2 separate regions of the Zea mays genome follow, and region 1 is linked to region 2. The links are chromatin contacts, called in public Hi-C maps. All regions are on one chromosome and are shown on one strand. The core of a region is the stretch at or near the end of the contact, and the rest is flanking DNA. Distances in the headings are between cores, read along the strand shown.

Evidence for each region. Hi-C and Micro-C count contacts between places; a contact is called where the count stands out from the background.
Region 1: a contact with region 2 is called in a Hi-C map of ear, with 2.2 times the contacts expected there. The contact joins the promoter of LOC103633041 here to the promoter of LOC100191399 in region 2. A contact is called at or near these places in 9 of 25 Hi-C or Micro-C datasets (bundle sheath, ear, endosperm and 3 more).

The regions. Positions count from the first base shown.
Region 1 is chr7:146,631,512-146,637,402 of Zm-B73-REFERENCE-NAM-5.0, reverse strand. It overlaps LOC103633041 (flowering time control protein FPA), which reads right to left and starts at 2,795. Exons shown (of 6, transcript XM_008654723.3): 1 at 2,298-2,795; 2 at 1,459-1,701; 3 at 1,288-1,365; 4 at 445-1,187; 5 at 1-352. The coding sequence starts at 2,636.
Region 2 is chr7:146,372,718-146,378,751 of Zm-B73-REFERENCE-NAM-5.0, reverse strand. It overlaps LOC100191399, which reads right to left and starts at 4,285. Exons shown (of 5, transcript NM_001358448.1): 1 at 3,876-4,285; 2 at 1,793-2,766; 3 at 1,245-1,511; 4 at 1,035-1,126. The coding sequence starts at 2,740.

The DNA.
Region 1 (5,891 bases), core at 1,546-4,045, 260 kb before region 2:
TTCATCATAGTAAGGTTGTTGTTCGGTCCCAGTTAACTGTGGCCTCAGTGCAGCAGCAGCAGAGATTTGTGGAATGTGTAATACCACACCATAAAGGCGCTCTGGACCATCAACTTGTAACACATTTGTTAGGAAATCTGATGGTGGAACCAAAAATAATGTAGTCCCTGCATCAACTTTTACAACCCCTGCCCGACTTTTTGAGCCCAGGTAACGCAAGAACTCAGTATAAGAAACAAAGTCATCTTCACTATCTGGCAAGAAAAAGACAATGTCAAATCCAGTGGCATCTGCGTAGTGCTTCGCCAGCATATCCAATCCAGTCCGAGCTGAGCAATTCATAACATCCGGTCTGCAAAGTTTAGATTAGCAGAGTAAGGTCATAAACATACACAATTCAACTTTATACAGAGCAAATATTTGTGCAACAATGTTTGGACTTACAAAGGTATGTCACTGCCCTTTGTTATAGGCAAACAACGAGCACGACAAACAGGGGATCCACCTTTGGCAATACTGCCACGCCAACAGTGCTCAATGTATGATGTACGATGCACTGTGCCCCGGACTCGAATAACAGGACTTGAGCTTCCCTCAGCGTGCACAGAACTGCCCTGATGACGGTATCCAGCAGAATAAAGACCTGTGCTGCCTGCCCTTACATCGTAAGGGTCAGCACCAGCAGCAAGCCTCATTCTTTTTGCTTCTCTTGGATCAAATGGTTCAGGTTGTGAAAGGATACCACCTGGAGTAGGCATACCCGCATAATCGTAATATCTTGTTCTTCCTCCTCTTGGTGGATCATACCCTTGCAAAGTTCCACTGCCAATACCAGGGCCTAGACGACCATCACTGGAATAGATTTCTGAACTAGGAAATCCAGCAACCGATGTTGGGTTGTCCAATTTGTTTGGTGCAAGCCCACTGTTTGAGAAAAGAATCTGAATCCTGGGATCATTGAAAAGATGACCATCTAGATTCATCTTAGCATTACAAGCTTCCGCAACATTTGCAAACTCAACAAAAGCATACTGCCTTGTCTGGAAAACTTTTATCTTCGTAACGACACCGAATACTGACATGGCATGCTTAAGTGCCTCCTCATCAATGACTCTATAAGAACCTGGAAAACCAACCCAGAGAACATTGGTAGGCTGTGCCTCTCGCATCCGCACTCCAGCAGAACTCTGCCAGGTAAACAGAACATGATAGTAAGCAACATCAGCAGATAAAAGAGAACGACCAACAACATGACAGATGAGAACTATATCTCTAAACAGTGCATACCTTCAGAGGGCCACTGCCTCTCTTATCACCCACTGGCCCTGGTACTCTACCATTGAAGCTGCTAGCTTCTGACCATTCCTATACAAATCAGTACAAACAAGTTATAACAAGAAAAACACTATAAAAATTTAATGGAGGAAATACAAATACAGCCAACAATGTGACACACACCGCTCTTCCCTTGGACCTCTGGAAATCAACACACAATTCCTTGCCACCTAGCATTTTTCCATTCAAGGATCTGTGAGCAGAAATTGCGTCTTCAAGCTTCTCAAAATCTATGTATGCTGAAGTCTGATCTTGGGAGAATGCAACACCTTCAACTTTTCCGAACTTCAGAAACTCCCCCTCAAGCTCCTCCTTTGAAATCGATGGGCTAATGCCACCAACCCACAGATTTCTAACAGCTCTAGCCTGTCAAAACGAAAACAAGAAACAAAATCTTATAAAGGCATGGACGCATGGTACTCAAATCTCCAGTTCCAACAAAAACATGGAAACGCACAGGAGACAGGATCCTATAACTTAAAATTAAACCACGACAAACACATTGCACAACGAATCGTCAAAACAAGTTATATCCTGAGTAGCATAAAATTGCATCTTCCTGCATTTTTTGCATGAATCGTCGGGTCAAGCAGTACTGTGTAAGAAATTTGCAAGGAAAGGAGCATCACTTCTAATTAATATAATATAGACTAATGACCTGATCAGCCAGATTGACAATAGATAAACATGGCATACGGCCAGTATCCTCGACCAAAACTGTCCGTGTAGCATTTTCATCAGCAACTACAAAAACCTGATGGATATCCACCATTACAAAGGCGGACCTAAACCCTAGCTAGCGCAAACAAATCACGTGGCGTCGCGGACACAAATGACAATAAACAGCAGGGTAAATCTAGGGCGGGAGTTATTTTTATTTTCAATCAAAAAATCTAGCGCGGCAGGGAGCAGATCCCAGCGCGCGCGGGGAGGGGGGAGGGGTGCATAAGCAACTAAATTACCGGCCGCGCGAACTCGGTGCGCATGGCGGCCCCCTTGACCTTTTCACCCCGGGTGGCCTCGACGGCTTCGCGAGCCTCGGCTGGGGAACGGAAGAGGACGAACGCGTAGCTGCGAGATCCGGCTCGTGCAAGGGCGCAATCGAGCGCGCCGTGCGGCCCAAACAGCGCCAACAAATCGCCCTCGGTCACGTGCGAGGGCAGGTTGCCCACCCAGAGCGTGTTCGTTTCCGGGGACCCCGCAGCGGCGCCGACCTCAGTGCCGACGGCGTCCTTCGAAGGGGAGCCAGAGGCGGAAGCGGGCGCCTCGGGTGACTCCGCGGGTAGAGGCTCCGACGACATCGCCGGAGCGGCGGGGGAGAGTGGGCGTAACCCTAGAGGGGACGGGGAATCTGGTTCGGACGCGAACAAGAGGGGGCTCTGCAGTGTGGGCTCTGTATGGTGGGCTGGGCGATTCGATGCGTACTTATTCAGAGAGCCGATGTGGTTTTCGTGGCTTCTTTCCAATAGCATTCGCGGTGATCTTTATAAAATAGTGTTCAGAATTTATTTTATCTGTTTTTTTAATAATAACAAGTAATACACCCTGTTTGTTTTAGCTGATGTAGAGTCAGCTTCTATAAGAACCGCTTTGGTAAAAACTATCCAAAATTAATGTAAATATATAATCGATCGAGTCGCCGCAATAGTTATTGAAGGTTCATCTTCACTCAAAGAATTGTCTTGCCTTTGCTCCTCCTCTTATTAGGTTCGGCCATATTTAGTCAATTATCTCAGAAGTGATCCTTCTCCCCACACGTGAAGCATCATCTCTTTCTTTACTTTTTCATGTTAATACTAAAGAGAAGATCATGTATGTACATGGCGCCCACATTAGATTAATCTTATGTATCATCCTCATTACCTTGCCAACTCGTTGGATCATCTCTTCGTCCTTGAAGGATGATGTAGAGGTTGATCATCATCATTATTATCATCTTCTTTTTCATATTCCTCTTCTTCACTTGAGTAACTTGAGCTTGCAACCTTCTTCTTGTCTTTCATCTTTTTGTGTTCATCACAAGTGAAAGCATATGGCTTTGAAGAGGTTGGTTCTTCTTCACACATCTTGCGTGACATCTTAAATGTCACGATCTTCCTGATCAAGAGCGCGAGGTCATTTGGCTCAAATCCTCCAAGTTGTGAAGGATGATGATGATGCTCCCATATTTTTGTTAAGGTAGCAAGGATATGATCTTCCTCACAGTGTCCACATCGTCTAGCTTATTAACGCCAATAGAGTTGAGCTCATTAACAACACGATTTAAACGTGAATATATGTCTCTAACAAAATCATTATCTTTCATTACAAAAGAATTATACTCATTCAAAGCTAGACAATATATTTGCTCACGGACATTTGATGTGTTGTCAAAAATCTTATGCAATTTTAGCCAAACATCATTAGGGTTTCAAAGTAAATATCTGATTAAAACTTTCTAGGCTAAGAGATCCATACAAGCAATTTTTTCTCTAACATTCAAATGAATTTATTTTTCGTCACTCGCGGTAAGCTTCTCGGGATTATTAGGTGGTTTCATCCCGTCGCGAGTGACTCTCCAAACATCTAAATCAACAACTTCTAGGTAACAAGCCATTATAGCACTATGGTAAGGGAAATTACTATCGTCGAAATGTGGTGGCCTATAGGTATCCATCCCTTCCTCCAAAAAATGTCAGCTATATTAGCGCTTAAGCTAAAAGATTCCTAATGAGCCAAACCAGACTTTGATACCGATTGAAAGGACTACATACGCCTAAGGGGGATGAATTAGGACTTCTAAATTTCTTGCTAATATAGGCCACAAACAAGTCTACTAAACAAAACATATGCAAATAGCTAAGCAATAAAGTGCAAACTAAGTTTTATCTAAGTGTGGCTATCTCTACCGTAAAATGACTGTTGGGGGCCTTCGTCCTCCGAAGGTCCTCAAAAACGTAATTTAACAATGTCTTCCAAGCATGGTTTATAGACAGGTACCTTTTGATTCAGGATTAAAGGCATATACGATGAGAAGGGCATGATCATGACGAAGGTTGCCGTTACTTCGAAGCTATGCGCAAAGGAGCTTCGGCTCAATCGCGGGAAAAGGAACCGACTTAAAGGGGAAAAGGCCATTCAGTCCTCATAGATTTTTCTATAAGCCAATAGTAAATGTAAAGGGCATGACTGTAATTTCTCACAGGCTGTGTCTTGTGCCTATAAATAGATGAACAGTACCCCCGTACTGTTCACGCTGACTTGTACTTGCTCGTGCATCACGCTTGTACTTCTACCTTCTGTCAGGCCGAAGGTATACTTGTAATTCAATATTATTTCTATTTTTCCATGATAATAAAATAAAAATGAGTTGATAATGTTGTATAATTGCTCATGTTATCTCTTACATTTCATATGTTTCTCCTTTCATTAACATGTACTGCAATAACGAAGGTATGTCCTTCATGACCTTCGTCTGAAGATCATTATGTCATAAGGAAAATAATGTTTCGAAGGACGAAAGACATTAACATTTAATGTTTTTTGTGTTGCCTTGTTCTTAAATCATAGCATTTGAGAACAAGTCCCCAACATTGGCGCCCACCTCCGGTGAACCCTTTTCGACCACCTTCGGCAAGCACTGACCTTCGTCATGCCGCCGAAGAAAGCTTCAGCACCAGGGACCGCTGCACTGCAGCCGCTGGACCCAAACCAAGAAACTCTTTATCTTCGGGAGCTTCGGCTCAATCGCGGGAAAAGGAACCGACTTAAAGGGGAAAAGTCATCCAGTCCTCATAGATTTTTCTATAAGCCAATAGTAAATGTAAAGGGCATGATTGTAATTTCTCACAAGTTGTGTCCTGTGCCTATAAATAGATGAACAACACCCCCGTATTGTTCACGCTGACTTGTACTTGCTCGTGCATCACGCTTGTACTTCTACCTTCTGTCATGCCGAAGGTATACTTGTAATTCAATATTATTTCTATTTTTCTAGGATAATAAAATAAAAATGAGTTGATAATGTTGTATAATTGCTCATGTTATCTCTTACATTTCATATGTTTCTCCTTTCATTAACATGTACTACAATAACGAAGGTATGTCCTTCATGACCTTCGTCTGAAGATCATTATGTCCTAAGGGAAATAATGTTTCGAAGGACGAAGGGCATTAACATTTAATGTTTTTTGTGTTGCCTTGTTCTTAACTCATAGCATTTGAGAACAAGTCCCCAACAAGGACTTATGCAACCTAAGTTCTTATCCTATATTCTAAACTAAAAATAGTAAAGATTGCAACTTAAGTAGTCAATATAAATGTGAAAGCTTAAAGACAAAGGTAGAGATGCAAACTCTCGTGGATGCGCTGGTATTTTTACCAAGGTATCTAGAACCGCACAAGGTTTTGACTAATAGTCGTTGGTGCTGTCGGTGTTTTGGGTCCGACCGCACACCCGGGGTTGCCCCTCAAGGTGTTTTTAGGAGTAGGATGGTGTCGTCGACTGTAGCTAAATGGTTCGTGCCGGATGCACGAGGAACAATGGACAGTGTTTACAGGTTTGGGCCGCTTTGAGA
Region 2 (6,034 bases), core at 3,036-5,535:
GTCTTCGGTAAAGTCTAGGTTAACCTATGCGATTTAATCTTATGTGTAAAAAGCATTTTTTTATTTGAAAAAAACATTCTGTATGTGAAAACATTCATAGCTAACGTCTGCTCTCAGATCAGAAAAAAGGAAGATGGATAGCAGTGACCACTCCAGCATGGGTCTCGAGCTCCAAAAGGGAGGAACCGAGCTGGTTGATAACACTATTGCAACATGCTAGACAGCTCGAACTGAGACATTTGGGCCATGAGATTGAGACCTACGGGTTATTCATGATCTTGCCCCCAGTGAGGTGCAATCAGAAACCAACCATGTGACAATGAACAGCAGGCTTTGCTAAAAGCACAGGTGGTGCCACATGTTCTGGTTCCAGATCACCATGCCCTGTATCTAGCATGTTCGTCAGCACGGGGACAGGCAATCAAGGCTGTCCACGGCCAGATGCATGTGATCTTTGAAGGCTTCACAAGGCTTGTCCTTGGAGCATAGTTGACTCATTTCTATCGAATGATTTCAAGAATAATGGAACGGCATGAGAGCGCATAAGTGTAAGTTCAATGTGGAAATTTGGCAGAAGATTGATTTATGAGGATTTTTTTTCCTAATTTGAATTAACTGGAAGCAGAGTACGCTGATACCAGTAGGTGCCACATCATCTGCATAGCTGGATAGAAGCTAGCAAAATATGGCAGGTTTCCAAATCAAACCATAAGATTCTCTTCTACTTTATTTTAATAGACAGATCATCAAGCATGTGATGCCATCTAAGTATCAAACATACTTTTATAGTTATCTATAGAAGCTAGGGGATGCTTTGACCAATTTAAGTACATAATAAAGTTGCTGTTTAGAAAAGAATACAAGCATTAGGAGCTACAAGATAGGGATCAAGGAATGGATCGGTCGGAGTCATAGGAAATATATCAAACAGTATGTCGTAGTAGTCTACCAATAAGAAAATGTGCCTAGAACTTGTTAGAAAACATACAAAACTTGTCATAACCATAGGACTTGTATCCGGAAGAAAAAAGTACCTCAAACATCTGAGCAAGCTCTCTGCAGCGGAAGCTTCTTGCATGGCTTCAGCAGCAGCTATTTGTGCCGATTCCCTGTACTTAAGAAGCTCCTGCCACAGAGACAACAGGGTATGGCAATTCAAAATTTCAAATACTCAGAAATGCTTAATACTGTGCAAGCAAAAAGTTTAAAATCATATCAGCTGTGTCAATGAATTTTAGCTATACCTTTCCTAGTTTGGCAAGTGATGGAGGGAGTGATGTCCATGAAGTGCTAATATCTGTTAGTTTTTTGCGGTTGGGAGGAATCTTCACTAGATTTGTAACATTCGAGTTTCCTAAGACCCCAGATGTTCTCTTTACAGTAGGAATATGCTTCTTGGCTGCTTTGTCAGCGTCATCTGAGGGAGCACTTGCGGTGCTCTTCCTAGCAGCTTTCTGGCTATCATCTTTAGGTGGCACCTTCTGGTCCACTGGTGATTTTCGTCTAGGAGTCTGCATATTAAGAATGTTCATATTATCTTTTTAATTTTGAGTAAAAATAAATGGTCAGTGCAAATGAGAACAACGCCATCACATTTCCTTGCCAGTTGCCACACATGATGTTATCGACAAGATAGTAATAAACAGATATTATGAGATTGTATGATCCATTATCACTGGGAATTCTAAACGTTGAACCAGCCTGAAGAAAGTGGCTGAACACAGTGGTCACTAGTGACACAAACTAAATGCATTATCTATACAATGATAGAGAGAGTCAGCATTTTACATACCATTGGCATCTTGTTATCAGACTTCTTGTCAGGTTTGGCTGTCTTTGATTCTGAATTGCCTTTTCCTTTAATATCCGTGTTTCCTTCCCAGCTTCTTCTCAAGGCCTTTGGCCCTGATCCAATACTTAACACAGAGCTACTGATCGAATTGGCAGCAGAGGGCTTTCTCCCGGCACTAGTAGCCTTCAAAACAGAAGCAGCCTTTTCTAACAAGGAAAGCCTAGAAGATGAAGCTTTCTCTGCTCCTTTTACTCTGTTCCTCTGTTTCAGATCATTAGAGAATCTGTCGAATGACGCAGGTAAAGAATAGACACTGGTTGGTGATGAAGGTGTAGACCTGGTAATAGCTGGCTTCACCTTTGATTTAACCGCTTCCTTCTTATCACCAATCACATTCAAAGCTTGTCTTGACAGTGAAGAGTTTGATTTGGTGAGCATCGGCTTCTTATTTTCCGTCCCGGTAAGCTTACGTGAAGCATTTATTTTCTCCAATTTGCTCGTTTCCTTTTCTAGCGACAAGATGCTGGCATCATTCGTTCCATTTGATGGTTGCGCTTTCTTGCTGCCATGAAAACTGGAGGAGCTGGTCACCACAAGATCCTCAGGGGTGCCAACGCAAGCATGGCGACCCGGAACTGGGCGAACTCCTCTAAGGATGGGAACAGGAGTGGCAGCCTCTAGACGGTCTACATGGATGAACTGGCCCAGCTGAATCTTGTCGCTCAAGATGAGATCATGCTGTTCCTCTGGAAGGGAAACGTAGGTCGCATGGGATGAATCCGACACCTTGAGGTAGAAGCCTTTGTTGGTGAAAAGATCGCTCCCGGCGAGCGCTGGGACGATGCTGACAACCTGAAGGAGCGAGGAGCGATGCTCGCCGGCGACTTTTACATCCGTGTTCATATGCTGAAGGAGCTTCACGAGGACACCGGGCACCAATGAAGCCATTGTCGTGAATCCTTAAGCGCATCACTCTGCATTATCCAACCAGCAGTGTGATTATCATGTCATCGTCATCTAATAAAAGCACGGGACAAATCGGAACCAAAAGGTAAAAATCCGGCAGGCAACCTGGCAGTTCCGACCAACACTCCTGAATGCAATAAAGGTCGCAACTTTTTCGTGAATCTAATGTGCAGAAACCTGTCTCACAAGTCACTGCAGATCGCATTTACTCATACCATACCAACCAAGAATTTCCGCACGGTGATCCGGATACGGAATGGAACCTAAGAATTGCACGGAGACAAACGATGATTTCAGAAAGGACACAGATGAACAAAATCGCGCGATTCTATTGAAGAGTACTATCACTAAACTGACAGAAACACACAGAACCCTCCTGATTGGCACCGGTGTTTATGCAGGAAATGCCGCTCGGAATACTCCGGCGGTGGTTCTGGACTGGAGGGAGTACGCCTGGGGAATATATGTCTTTGCTTGTAAGGAAACGAATTGAACTCGGTCCAACCCGAAACATGCTCAACACGACAAGAGGTACTCCACATACTAGTACGTAGCAGAAGTCATCAATGTAGGCGGCGGTGGTCCTGTCGTCCCCAAACCCAACTTTTCCCTCGACAAAGAAAATCTTCGAGAGAGAGAGAGAGAGAGAGAGAGAGAGAGAGAGAGAGAGAGAGAGAGAGAGAGAGAGAGAGAGAGAGAGAGAGAGAGAGCAGCTATCCTGCGAGAGAGGGTAAGAACACCACCAACCAAATCTTGCGCACGAAAAGTACTACCGCCGGTTGCCCAATCAATTCGTGCAACCTTAAACAACCTTGGACGCAAAGCAATTAGCGGAGGATATAACAGCAAGGAGCAGACACTTCGCACCAACCCTCACCCCAGGGTTGTCCTGAACAAGTGTTCTTCCTTGTCGGAGGAAGCGGCAAGGCAAGCAATGGCAAATAGTAATATTTCGGGGGAAGAGAGAGAGAGAGAGAGAGAGAGAGAGAGAGTCGATTGGGTGCAAAAGAGAAGGCAAAAACCCGCAAAAGCGAAGCGCTCGGAGAGGGAAGGAAAGGGAAAAGGGAAAAAAATCTTGGAGCAGGGGAGGAGGATAGGGAATCGGGGGAACGCGAACCTCTCGGAGCAAATCCTTGCCGCGCCTAGTGGTTTCTTCTTCTTCTTCACTCTCGTCTCCTCATCGGGCTTTGCTGTGGGCGCACGGAGGGGGAAAAAGGCTGGTTTGGATTTGGAGCAGAGAAGAGCAGGGCGGGCGGGGTCCTTCCACCGGCTCACCGCTGGCGGGATACGCAGCTCCGCGCTGGTGCGGTCGCAGGGCACGCAGGTCCGGTCAGCGGAGTGGGGAGAGGCGCGGCCGCGCGCGTCTCATCCGGTCAGTCGTCACATCCAAGGGGCGGAAAAAACAAGTCAAGGATGGTCTCCCGCTCCGCGGCTCCGGTGTCCGGTCTCCACTCGTTGCCTTCGGCTTGGCTGTGGCTGCCTCCAGCCCTGGAGTGGACCGCTCGCTCCAGCCGAGAGGAGCAGAGAGCTAGAGACGAGTCTCTCTACACCTCTTTCTCCAGCCAAGTTGGCTGTGTGGCCTGTGGGATACTAGGATGTGGAGTGAAGAGACCGGGCAGCCGGCGAGGGGTGGGGGTGCCCAGCCTAGTAACCGGCTAACCGCAACGCGCAGCTGACACACGCAAGCCAGCGGACGGCGGACGCGTCCACTGCTGTGCTGCTTCAAGCAGCAGCACAGGCACAAGCAAAGCAGGCGCCCGTCGTGGGCTCGTGGCCGGCCTAGGCCTTGCGCCCTTGCGTGGTGTGCAGTGCAGTAGGCACTAGGGGAGATGGCAGTCGGATTGCGGTGAGCCGTTGCTTTCCAAGGGGGGCAGACAGAGACAGGCTTGGCCGTTCGGGAGGAGGGAGTCTCCACATCACCTTTTATTTATTTTATCATCATCCTCTCGAAAGAGACGAGCGGAAAAGAGAGCAGAGCAGACCCAGGACAACCCTGCCTGCCCGTGATTTTGCACAGATCTCCCGCGAATTCGACATGATAGGGATCCGTATTAATGTACAGCACAGCGTACTGTCCATCTTTTGCACGAGGGAATGAACCAAGCACAGCAGTAGCGATGGCCGGTGCTGCCGCCGCCACCGATCGAATTGATGATTAGCGGCGACGACGTAGCCGGCGAGTGACTGGCACCCCGTAACCACCCCGCGCCCGCCGGTCGGCCGATTATGCGTAGTTATCAGTTTAGTACTGCTAATCGACGCGGAACAGTGCTCAGCGTGGTGGAGTACTCCACCTTATAGATGTCCAAACGGGCGGCACGGCCCGGCCCAGCCCGAGCCCGACTCAGCCCGGCCCGTTTGAGCCCGGCACGGTTAGGCCCAGCTACTTAACCGTGCCGGGCCGGGCCGCCCGACGGGCCCAAACCTCTTCCCGAGCACGGCACGGTCTAGGCCCGACCATGCCGGGCCGGCCCGAATAGCACGGGCCATTTAGTGACCCGGGCCAGCCCGAGCCCGCAAACACAAAACTATATTTAGCAAAAACACCCCAAAACCGATAGCACAAAAAACCGTAAAACTTACAGCACAAAACCCTAAAACTAAAACATATGACATTTGATAGATGACATCAGAGATAAAGAGATCTTAAATACAGAGAGTACAGTTTACATCACCAGATGTCCAGATCACTAGAATAGAGTAGGAACAAGAAGAATAGTAGGAGATTACAAAGTGTAGGGCCTAAGCTCTAAGGGTCATTAAGATAAAGTCCTTCAAATGCTTCTTCAAGGTCTTGGTCCACTCGACAACCAAGATATCTAGAGCTGTGAAACCAGCCTGTCACAAAAGAATTTATCCTCATGAGAACAAGATTTAGTAACAGACTTATTTGAACAAAATCAAGTATGCAAAATATACTGCTGACACTCCTCATATAGGAAGTCACCATCGAACACCAACAGTAATGATGGTGATGGAGTGTTTGAGAAAAATATTGAAACTCGTAATACCTTAACAATTAATAATGATGCAGAAATAGGATCTCTAACTCCCAAAACAGTCCAGACAAGTGAGTTGTCAGACCCTGCAGGAATTATTCCAACTGGAATTGATACAGCTTCTGCTCTATCACTCCTGAAAGTGCATTCATCCCTTTTGTGAGTTTTGGTGATTTGGATAACAACACATTTAAAGGTCTAACAAATTTGCTAAGTGTTGAACAGGGAATTCAGTATGATGAACATACTTGAATAGTGTATAATGATCAGTGAACAA